3 separate regions of the Mus musculus genome follow, and all the other regions are linked to region 3. The links are chromatin contacts, called in public Hi-C and promoter capture Hi-C maps. All regions are on one chromosome and are shown on one strand. Each heading gives the region's core, a stretch centred on a gene start, on an enhancer-like site or on the middle of the called end of the contact. The rest is flanking DNA. Distances are from core to core; before and after follow the strand shown.

The links. Promoter capture Hi-C pulls out the DNA fragments that hold promoters and counts their contacts. A called contact is a pair of places that touch in the nucleus more often than the background predicts.
Region 1: a contact with region 3 is called in a Hi-C map of muscle stem cells, with 1.7 times the contacts expected there. The contact joins the promoter of Sncg here to the promoter of Wapl in region 3. A contact is called at or near these places in 4 of 39 promoter capture datasets (the 3T3-L1 cell line, cranial neural crest and liver), 3 of 484 Hi-C or Micro-C datasets (embryonic stem cells and muscle stem cells) and 4 of 115 datasets of contacts at active chromatin or transcription factors (embryonic stem cells and pancreatic cancer cells).
Region 2: a promoter capture Hi-C map of the HPC-7 cell line shows a contact between it and region 3. The contact joins the enhancer-like site here to the promoter of Wapl in region 3. A contact is called at or near these places in 4 of 39 promoter capture datasets (the HPC-7 cell line, cranial neural crest, frontonasal cranial neural crest and 1 more), 3 of 484 Hi-C or Micro-C datasets (muscle stem cells, olfactory sensory neurons and uterus), 3 of 115 datasets of contacts at active chromatin or transcription factors (bone marrow-derived macrophages, embryonic stem cells and microglia) and 2 of 9 other capture datasets (adipose tissue and liver).

What each region holds. Positions count from the first base shown.
Region 1 is chr14:34,372,540-34,376,112 of GRCm38.p6, forward strand. It overlaps Sncg (synuclein, gamma), which reads right to left and starts at 2,130. Exons shown (of 5, transcript NM_011430.3): 1 at 1,921-2,130; 2 at 1,132-1,173; 3 at 717-844. The coding sequence starts at 2,041. It overlaps Mmrn2 (multimerin 2), which reads left to right and starts at 2,965. Exons shown (of 7, transcript NM_153127.3): 1 at 2,965-3,239. The coding sequence starts at 3,076.
Region 2 is chr14:34,294,957-34,299,147 of GRCm38.p6, forward strand. The region is part of intron 2 of Shld2 (shieldin complex subunit 2); the gene reads right to left. Among named protein-coding and RNA genes, the nearest start is that of Shld2, 13 kb to the right of the region's middle. Within about 2 kb of position 2,380, at least 121 of the 459 cell types and tissues checked have an H3K27ac peak or open chromatin away from gene starts, as enhancers often do. A contact at or near this core is called in the HPC-7 cell line, adipose tissue, bone marrow-derived macrophages and 6 more, where this site is marked.
Region 3 is chr14:34,672,657-34,676,256 of GRCm38.p6, forward strand. Wapl (WAPL cohesin release factor) reads left to right here and starts at 1,272. Exons shown (of 19, transcript NM_001004436.4): 1 at 1,272-1,704. It overlaps 5830448L01Rik (RIKEN cDNA 5830448L01 gene), which reads right to left and starts at 2,012. Exons shown (of 1, transcript NR_165636.1): 1 at 315-2,012.

The DNA.
Region 1 (3,573 bases), core at 880-3,379, 300 kb before region 3:
GGTTTGGTGGAATTTGGGGCCCCATTAAATAGGTTAGTAAGTGTAAAAGACTTAAAGCAGAGCTTACTCTTTGGCAAGTGCGGAGACAGCTCCTACTTCTGGCATCTATCCCCAGAGAGCCTGATGCCCCTGTTTTATCCACTGCCTGCCACATGCGTACATACACATGCGCATCCATTCACACATGCATTCCACGCATATGCGTTCACACACATCTCTACCCTACCAATAATGCACATACAACCCACATGTTCACACAAAGACCTCAGCAGAGGGTGGAGTCGGAGCCCTGCCACTTGCCCACCACAAGTGGGCAGTGTTGCCATTACTGCTTCCTTGGGAGGTGGAAGCTAGACCCTGGGATGAGGGAGGGTTGGATAAAAGATAAAAGGTAGCTCTGGTGGTGGCTTTCAGCTTTAGCCTGTCACCATACACTGCCCTTGTGATATGTATTTCCTGCATGCCAAGGGGATGGGGCTGGCCATGGTCTGCATGTCGCTTTCCTTGTGCATAAAATGAATCCCAAGTCCCCACTCTTGGAGTGTGATGGGGATTCCTGATATGAACAGGTACAGAGATACCAAGTCGCCCCAGCACACAGTGGGTACTGTCTGTAAAGTTAAGCAGTGTCTAGTGCTATTTACCCGTGTGTTCACGAGGGCAGAATTGCCTCCTATTGCTGGGGAGCCTAGAAAAAGGACATGAACCAGGCTTACCTTGCGCACCACCCCGGTGGTGACCACGATGTTTTCAGCCTCCTCCACGGTCTTGTTGGCCACTGTGTTGACGCTGCTGACCACAGCTTCACTCACGGCATTGGCCTGCTCCTTGGTCTTCTCAGCCACTGCAGAGGATTCTGGTTGGACTCAGCCCTGGCCCCCTCCACTGCTGCCTACCCAAGCTGAGGAGAGCAACCCCTTCCCAGAGCCCAGATGCCTGATGCCTGACTTCTAGTTACTTCGATCCCTTTGTCTGACTCTAGGGCAGAACAATGTGATGGTCTATCTTCAGGGCATGTAGTGGTTTGGGTCACCAAGGGCTTAGGGCTCCAGTTGGTACAAAGAGGACTTCAGGTATGGACCCTGGATATAGGGCAGGATTTGTGGGGTCCCCAGTTCTGGGTCATCTTACCTGAGGTGACACTTTGTACCACGTTCTCCTTGGTTTTGGTGCCTATTGGAGGAAGAGGTGTACAAGCGGTCAGGGCAAACAGCTGGACACAATGTGGGGGCCAGGAGGGGATGAGGATGGCGTCTGGGGACAGTAGCCCCTTCAAAAGGCCATTTCCTGCTGTGTCTGAAGGACAGAGGACAGACGGGAAGGAGACAGGACAGGAAGAGGGGACAAAATAGACCAGGCCTGAGGTACTGTTACTGGTAGGGCTATGGCCCTTGCATGGGCGTGGCCCCGGCCTCAGAAGCAGCAGCTGAACAGGGCAGAGAAAGCTGAGTCACAGGATTAGCCACCCCTGTCCCCTCTTTAGAAAGAGCCCAGAATGCTGGGGGTGGGTTGAACACTAAATGGGACCCATTTTCACAGACTACCCTTCCCCTCTAAGCCAGGAGTGGCCTGGCTCAGATGCAGCAACTCCCATTGGAGAAAGCGGGGTCCACCTGAGCAGATCATTACCTCAGGGTCTCCAGGTTAGGAGACTCCAGGCATGTGTGTGCATGCTTTTGAGTGCCCACACGTAGGTGTGGCACTCCGGTCCTGTCCCACTCAGAGTCCCTTCCCCCAGAGTATCAAAGACAATTAGATACTACCATATTCTCCAGGGTGTGCGACCCTGCCTCAACAATCAGAATTTCATCTCAAAACGCTTTCTAGAAGCTGGGGGAATCTGCAGAGGGAGGCATCTGCCCTCCATTAGGGACCCCTCCACCCTGCCCCGCCCCGCCCCGCCCCACCTACCACACTCACCCACATACATAACCCCCTCCTTGGTCTTCTCAGCTGCCTCCGTTACTCCCTGCTTGGTCTTTTCTACAGCACCCACAACACCTTCCTTGGCAATGGAGAAGCCTTTCTTGAAGACGTCCATGGTGTTTGCAAGGATGGAACCTGGCTGCTGCAAGCTATGGACTGGAGTGCTGCCGCAGCCGCTGTCTCTGCTGCTACTGCCTCTTATTGACGCAGATGAAATATTGATGCTGTGGCTGCTGGCTGGAGCCCAGCCAGCCCGGGCCAGGGTGGGGGCAGGGAGGGCGGGCCAGAGAGAAGGCATGCCTCACGGGGATACCAGCGAGCAGGGCCCGGGCCCCTACTGGCTCTATTCTGCCCTGCTGACTCTTGTTGGCCCTGGGGGAGGGAGAGCGTGTTGGAGGCTGGACATATCCTAATCTATCATTACACCTCATTCATCCTTGGAAAGCCCTGGTGGTCTCGTGCCCTGGCTCTTATATGCAGAAGAAAAGTGCCTTGACTGATGATGCCTCAGTGTCCCAGGCTGGGCCGGGGTCAGGGCCAATCCAATGAATGGCCAACCTGCAGGCTGCCCTGTTATCCAGTTCCCCACTGTATCCTGGATGCTCTTGAGCCTGGAGCTCTAGCCAAACCTGTTGGAAGGCTGAGGCCAGAAACACCCAAAGCTGCTCCCCATGCCCTAGACTGGGCTGCCCGCTGTGTGATTCTAGCATAGTCCCTTTCCTTCTCTGAGTTCCCACCCACCTGCTAGTTCCCATAGCCCAAGGTGCCGAGCAGGTGTGATGTGCCCGTTCCCCACTTCCTGGCCAACAGTATGGGTGGCACCAGATCTCCTCCAGGCCCACGACAGAGTCCTGGAGAAATAAGTTTAATGGGGCCACCTTTATGTGTCTACCAAATCCCGTGTCCCTGATTCAAGTGCCCTCAGGACACAGGAATTGACCTGAGTGGTTGGAGGCCTCCAAGGGGGCCAGGCTGGAAGGGGCGGGGGCGGGGGCGGATGAGACTTGCCGGGTGGGCCGGACCAGGCCACTTCCTCCCTTTGTTGTCCTCGTGTTTTCTTTTCTTTCTGACATTTCGCTTGAAGACCACATCACCAGCAAATTTGAGAGTCACTTGTAAGGCTGAGCATCAGCACAGGAGCCCCTCACCATGATCCCGACACTGCTGCTGGGCTTTGGGGTGTACCTGAGCTGGGGACTGCTAGGGTCCTGGGCACAGGACCCCGGTACCAAGTTCTCCCATCTCAATAGGCCCGGCATGCCTGAAGGCTGGAGACTAGGGGCTGAGGATACCAGCAGAGACCCCATCAGACGGTAAGGAAATCCTGCCCTTGTCGGAGATCGGGAGATGATGTCTGAGCCCCAGATACACATCTGAGGAATGGGCTGATGTGTGGCTATCTCTATAGCTAAGGGATGCTAGTTTCCTGGATCTGGTACTCCAGGCCCCAGGCTGGGGATGGCAGGGTGATTCCTGCTTGACCTATAGCAGGGGCTTTGGGTGGGGCTGCAACAGGTAACACAGCTCCCACTAGTGGCATGGGACTCAGAGGGTTGGGTGTTCTAGATGATTCCAGGTGATGGGGCTATCGCTCCTGCTCTTCAAAGGAGCTCAGCTCTGAAACCTGAGCCTCTGTAAGGCTGGCCC
Region 2 (4,191 bases), core at 1,130-3,629, 380 kb before region 3:
TTAGACAAAGAAGTAAGTTGTGAGAATGAAGTAACTCTTCTAAGATTACAGAACTACTAGAAAAAGCTTCAAACTCTGATGCAAATTACTAAATGGGTATTATTTTCTTAACCTGCCATAAAATTAAAGAAAAATAACGAAGAAGATGAGGTAGACCATCTCAAGGACCCCCAACACGAAAAGTTTATGACTGAAATAATCTTAGAACAGAAAGGGCGAAGAGAAACACCAATTTGGATTAAAAATGCTTTTAGGAACTAGAAAGATGGATCAGCAGATAAAGTACTTACTAATCTTGTACAGGACCCAGGTTTGCTTCCCAGTACCTTCCCAGCACCCACATAGTGTAACTCCAGTTCACAATACTACACTTATATGCATGCAGGCAGGCAAGCACTCATACACATAAAATAAAAATAAATCTTTGGTTTTTGATTTTTTGTTTTTGTTTTTTCGAGACAGGGTTTCTCTGTGTAGCCCTGGCTGTCCTGGGACTCACTCTATAGACCTGGCTGGCCTCGAACTCAGAAATTCGCCTGCCTCTGCCCCCTGAGTGCTGGGATTAAAGGTGTCCGCCACCATGCCCGGCAATCTTTGTGTTTTAGTATTAAAAAAATCTTGGGGGCTGGTGAGATGGCTCAGCGGTTAAGAGAACCGACTGCTCAAAGATCCTGAGTTCAAATCCCAGCAACCACATGGTGGCTCACAACCATCTGTAACAAAATCTGATGCTCTCTTCTGGAGTGTCTGAAGACAGCTATAGTGTACTTACATATAATAAATAAATAAATAAATAAATAAATAAATAAATATTTTTTTAAAAAACTTGAAAAGTGCTAATGTGAAACATCTGTAAGGTTATGGTAAGATTTGAGTTTGAGGCTAGCCTAGCCTACATAGCAAGATCTTGCTTGTCTCAAAAAAACAAACAAACAAAAAAAAAAAAAACACACCCAAAAAGCAGGCACTAAGGATGTAGCGGAGACTGCTTGAGTAGGTGCACAGGTCTCTGAACTCAGTCCCCAAGACCACATAAAGTGGTCATGGCAGCTAGCAGGTAACTACTACTGGGTGAAAGCAGGAAGATCAGACCACTAGGGTCACTCCATCATTCAGAGAGAGTTCCAGGCCTGCCTGGAATACACCCTGTCTCAAAAACAAAGACCTACCACAACTTAGGAGGAAAGTCATTGTGAATAAGAACACAAAATAGGTACAATTAGAAAAAGTAACAAGTAAATACAGTTTTTAACACCACAAATAGAAAACCCAATTCTAAAGTCTAATGATACAATGTATGAAGAAGCCATGATGAAACTCATTACTTTGGATGCTAACTTAAAAACCAAGTTCTACCCCAAAACATCATTATTTAAAAGACTGCAATCACTACTGTAGATTGACCCAGGCAACATTCCTGGAACCCATTCAGGGACGACTGACTTTTGAGTAAGTTTTGAAAAATAACGACGCCTACATCCAAACAACTTTGAGAAACCAGGGGGTTTAATATTAAAGCTGTTTGCTCACTGTGAACAGGAAACTGGGCTTGAGAGTGAGCATCCAGCTACCCTGGGTTTCAGTTCCGGCTCAGCTTGACCTCGAGAGTATAGGAACTAGCTTGCAGTAGAACTAGGAGGAACACCCTTTTTAAAAGGCCTTGATAAGATGATTTGTAATACCATTTCCCAGCATCTTTATCAACCTGGAAGACGCTGATATTCACTGTGAATTGCTAAGGTGGTGGAGGTAGGGTGCTGGAATATGTATCCGATTTCCCAAACTAATTTGATAATGGAATCTTTTTTATAGGACAACCTTCAAGAAAACTAATTAATGTGTTTTAAAATAAACAAATAAACAAGCACTTAGAAGGCTAACAGCAGAGCTAGGGACTACAGGCACCCCTGGGTGCAATTTATTTCAAACTGAAACACTTCATCACTGGAAAGAGCTCTTAAAAATCAGTAAGTAGTGGTACATGCCTTTAATAGCAGCACTTGGGAGCAGAAACAACAACAAAACCACAAAAAAACAAAAGAACAAACAAAACGAAACAATACAAAAAACTCAAAACTGTGAGTTAGAGGCCAGTCTAGTCTACATAGCTAGCTCCAGGTCAGCCAGAGCTACATTAATGAAACCCTGTCTTAAGATTTAAAAAAAAAAAAAAAAAAAAAATCAGGAAGTAAAGAAACTTACAGATTCAAATCAGGAAGTAGACAATTTCACACTCTGAGGAAATACCTAAAATGTACACTATTCCTAAGATTCCTCCTCAAGATAACACAGACAAGAGCTATTGCTGCAGAGAAGAGAGTCTTCCTGGGAGCTCCAGGGATGCTCCTTCCATGAGTCACACCCCACACACACCCCACCCGTCCCGGTGGGTTAGGGCTCTTCAGTGAAGCAGCGGCGGCCTGTGAGTCACCTGCAGTCCTCTAAGTATTTCCAGTAGATTCCAGTTCATCAGGCTGGATGCTGGTGGGATTATTGTTGTTATCTATTCAGATAAGTGGACATTTATTCTAAAAACAAAAACGAAAAGTTCTAGAATAGCTAGAGTGAGGTTGTCTCTCTCTTTTTTTTTTTAAGAAAGAAAAAGAAAAAGCACAACAACAAAAAGAACTCTTAAAAAAATACAAAAATGCCATCACTAAAATATCTAAAAAGGAGGGTGAGAGAGAAAGACTATAATCAGAATATATTATATTTAGAACAACTATTTAGTTCTTGCTTAGCATGCTTGAAGCCCTGGGTTCCATCCTCAACACCACATTAAGAAACATGTACCTGTACCCCAGCACTGGGAAGGAGAGGCAGGGAGTTCAGAAATTCAAGGTCACCCTCTGTTTACACTGCGAGCTGGAGGGCAGCCTGAGTTACTTGAGACCAGTCTCTAAAAAGGAAGCTGGAAGGCAGGAGGAGGAGGGATAGAGAGCTCAGAGGGTGAAAGCATTTGGAATTCAAATGGCGCAAGCAGACTTCAATCCCTGGATCCCACCAGGAAGGAGAGAAGGACTCCCTCCCAACTATCACCTTCTAACCTCCAAAGGCACACCTAGCTTGCACATTACTACACACACATATATATGCACAGACAAAAATAAAAAAGCAGATCATGAAGTGTGACAGTCCCAGCTATTTATTCCTACTGGGACTCCGTTTTGTTTTGTTTTTTTTTGTTTTTTTTTAATTAGGTATTTATTTCATTTACATTTCCAATGCTATCCCAAAAGTCCCCCACACACTCCCCCACCCACCCACTCCCACTTCTTGGCCCTGGCGTTCCCCTGTACTGGGGCATATAAAGTTTGCACAACCAATGGGCCTCTCTTCCCAGTGATGGCCGACTAGGCCATCTTCTGATACATATGCAGCTAGAGACAAGAGCTCCGGGGTACTGGTGAGTTCATAAGGTTGTTCCACCTATAGGGTTGCAGAGGGACTCCGTTTCTTTATAGCCCTTCTTCATGGGACGTCAGGCTTTGCTTAATGGGCCCCGAAGACTCACTGTTTTCTCACTCTTACTAAGAGTTATCTCTGTCCTCACGTCTCAGAGATGAGATCTCTGAAGTCAAAAAACTAAAAGCGCACCAACTGCTTCCATGGAAGCTTCCTCACCACTCAGAGCTGAGCTTTGCCAAGAATAAAACAGCTTTACAGTAGGGAGCTTTATGGCACACTAAGCAAAAGGCAAAGACGGCTAGGTATTAGCAAGCAGAGCTGGGGACACTGGCAGGTATATAGTTTCACAAAGCCCAGCATCTCCGTCTGTCAGCCTAAACACAGTTTCCACTAAATTAACTGACATGTTGATATCTAAGATTTTATTTTTCATCATATTTGCAATTCTCCAAAAACAACTCCCAACAATGCATTCCCTTTCCTGTTGAGGACCTGTGTAGTTCCTGTTCTACACCTTCCCTCCCCTCTTCCCTGACACACAACCTCCCAAGCTATGCCTCCTGACGGCCCTCTCCACTGTTCAACTGTAAACAAGATTCTGATTCTGAACTAACTTCATTCACTGACATGGCAAATTTTGTCGGAACCAAGTCTAAGCACAAACCACTCCCCCATTCAAATATGCAGCCCACAGAAAGCATTAAATGTTCACCACCTGCTTGTTACCCTCAAACAAAAACCACTTTCCGGACGCTTGTGTCATCTGCTCCTACCCTGAAATGG
Region 3 (3,600 bases), core at 22-2,521:
TTTAAAAGCAAATCTGGCAGAAGAGGTTGTCTTTTCACTAAAAGCAATTAGTAGTTTTCTAATTTCTCAGATGAGTCTCCATTAGCTGCAAGGCCAATGACTGACCACTCACTTCTCCTAAGGGAAACTGTTTTAGAAAGCTATTTTCTCATTGAAGGTTTAAAATAAAACCTCTCCAAGTTTCTCAACCAGGTGATTCACTGACATGAAAAAAAGTCTCTGCAGAAGAAAACTTAAAAATACTCCGTCCATCATTCACTACCTTCTTGTCCGGGACTAGTTAGTTGAAAACCCAAACCAAAACAAACAATCCGTCCCCCCCAAACCAAAACTTTATTATGAACAATTTGAGACATAAATACTGGTATGATAGCATATGTGTACATATCCCACAGCTCCAACATCGAAGGACATCCTCAGTTAATTTATTCCCTTCTTTCCCAGTTTCCAGAGGCTTAGTCTAAAACAAAATAAACGTATTGGATCATTTTACCTATCAACACTTTAGTGTGTGTGTGTGTGTGTGTGTGTGTTTTAAATTTAAAGCCACATTACCGTAAGCACGTTCGATAAGGATGACGATAATTCCTTAGTAACATAAAATACTCGGGGAGCGGGGGTGGGGTGGGGGTGTGGGGTGTCATTGCTAACAGGTAGGGGACAGAACTCCGTAGTGGGGACTGAACAAGAAAGGAGAGAGAGGATGAAGTGGCCGGCTGAAGCGGATCCCGGCTGCGAGGAGACCAGCACCCGACTGCTCCAGGTTTCGCTGCTCGTTTACCTGCGTTGGCTCTCTCGCACCGTCAGACCAGGTCAAAGGCGGCCCCAAGTTCCCCGCCTCCAAGGTCCGGGCGGTGGCCCAGCAGGCTCGGCGCAGCTGCACAAGTCTCTGTCCCTAGACACCGGAGGGTCCCTGGAGGGGAAACGATTGACACAGCTGCCTGCACTGTGCCGCGAGCCTTCCCGCGCTGCACCTGCGTCTCGTCGCGTGGCTAGGAACTGGGACTGGCTCCGGAGTCGGTGAAGTCCAGCAGGCCCTTAGCCAGAACCTATACCGTTCGCCAGCTCCGGAACCGGGCTTTAGACACCAGGACCTTGCGGAAGAGAGAACTACAACTCCCGTCGGGCCACGCGGTCCGACCAATGGTGGTAGCCGGCGCGTGCGGGGCGCGGCGCCTGCGCGGCGGTTTGAGTAAGAGGCCGTACGATTGGCTGCGGAGTCGGGCGGCCGCGCGGGGCCTGTGGGAAGCGGAGTGACGGAGCGAGCGGCTGTTGGAGGAAGGAGGTGGGGGGCCGGGAGCGCAAATGGCGTTGAGATGGTTCAGGGCCCTGTTCAAACTCCAGCGCTGACCATTCACCGGCGGAGGCGGCGGCGCAGAAGGCGGCGGCGGCCCAGCGGGGGCACGTAGCGGGCTCGGCACCGGCGGCGGCCGCCAGGGAGGCCTAGGCCCTGTCCGGCCGGCGCGCCTGAGGTGGGGAGGGAAGTTGCGGGGCCGCCGCTCACCCCCCACCCCCCCTGTCGCCCGAGCTTCCTATTTACCGAAGCGGAGCCGCGGACTGTGACGGCAGCAGAGCCCCTCGCCCCTCTCGGTGGCACCGGTCGGCACTGGTCTCTCGCGCGGGGCTCCCGCGCCCGCCCGCGGGCCGTTGGGAGCCGGAGAGGCGGAGGCGGCCCGAGGCCAAAGCACCCGCCAGGCGCCGAGGGTAAGTGAGGTCTCGGGCGGCTGCCTAGGCCCGGAGTGAGTTGGGGCGGGTGGAGGCGGCAGGGGCGGCGCGAGGCTCGTTGCTCACCTGGCTTCTAAGGAAGTTGGGCACCGGAGGATCGCAAGAAACTCTTTCCCTTCCCACCTCTTAATTTTGCCTTTTGAGTTCTTCTCCGGCTACTTGATTTGACTTCTCTTTTCCAAACCCGGTCCGGTTGATTTGAGTCCCGAATTCTTTTTCCCCGTCGTCTCCTCCGCCTCTAGCCGTCACCGAGAGGCCTTGCTTCGGGGACTCGGTAGCAGAAGCTTCCGGGGCGTCCGAAGCGACATCCCTTTCCTAGGCTGTGGGGGTTGGGAGGAGAAAAGTTGCGTGAGTGTCCAGCCCGAGGGGTGTCTCGGCTCCAGCCTCCGGGCGCACTCGCAGCCTCAGGTGAGGGTTTCTGTTTGCCCATTCCACTCTCCTCTCTTTATTGAAGCCCCCCTAATGCATTACCTTGGGTGTCTTTCCTGGAAGTGGCTAGGTTTCTTTACAGCTTCAGTGTAAGGAGGTTGGTTGGTTGTTTTGTATACCCTTTCCCTAATTTAAATCGCAGTGCACTTCCATCAAAAGTCAGCTGGGCTTTGGGATGAAGCGAAGGCCTCCCAAATCGAAAACAATCAGTTGTGAACCTTCTTTTCCTTTTTAGTTAGGACTGTTGGTGAAATTTGAAGCCAGAACAAGATAGTGTGTCTGAAATGTGCGTAAAACGTCATGCCAAATATATATGCTGAATTTGTACATATGTTAAGCTTAGATAATGCCATCGCAGTAGTCTGCTGACTTTTTAAAATGGACGTTATGGAAAACAGTAAAAGCAATCACGTAACTCTTGTACTCATATCTCCTGGATTCTGTACATAATAACTCAACCATATTTTCTAATCAGTACGCTCCCCATTCCTTAATATTAAAAAAATCACTGATATTTCATCAATATTTAATGATGTTAATACATCAGCGAATATTTCTGAGACGTGATCTTTTAAAAATACAGTTGTCTTATTACTTAGCTCAGTATCATATATTCATTTGCAGATCTTAATCTTGCACAGTGAATGCTTTACTGTTTTTTACGGTGAGTTTTTCAGATGTCATAAAGAAGATCAAGTCTAGATTTTTTTTTTTTTTTGGCTTTAGTCAGCATTTTTAGATGATTGCCATGTATGTGTGCCCAAAACATTCCAACTTTGTTGGAATGTATATATGTGTGTAGGTCTGCGTGTCTGTAGTCAGCTTAAAGAAATGACTTTTCTTGCCTTTGGCAGCTGCCCAATTACACTTGGTTTTGTTTAATAGGCTATACTTAACAAGAAAGACAATGAAGCTTGTTAGTGTTCAGAACTACAAAATGGAAACTCTCTGAGGAAAGCTAAAATTTCTTTTAGCACAGATGTGTACGATGACTAAATTATTATTTTATCTGATCAGAGTTGTTTTCCTTTCAAACATTAGGGTGGTGGTGAGTTGTCTTCTGAATATTTGCTGAACTAAATTGGATAGTGATTCGTTAAGTTATAAGAACTTAATAGAAATACTAAAAGTGTAGCTCAAAAATATTTGAAAATATAAGTTAAATATTATTCTTATTGTAAGTTTCCAAGTAATGAAGATTTTCCAAGCCCTTAAGTAATTGCTTACCTTCCCCCTAGAATTGATAAATTGATATTTAAACTGCAGAAGGCCAAAGTGTTAAGAAATGGATAATGATTGATTGTGCTATAAAAGCACTATACCTTATATTTTTTAAAGTGTTTGATTTTTTTTTTTGACTTTTCTTGTAAAATTTTTTCAGTATATTTTTGGGTAAATCAGGTAAATGAGTTTGTAAATTGAAGAGGAAAATCAAGGCTATATATT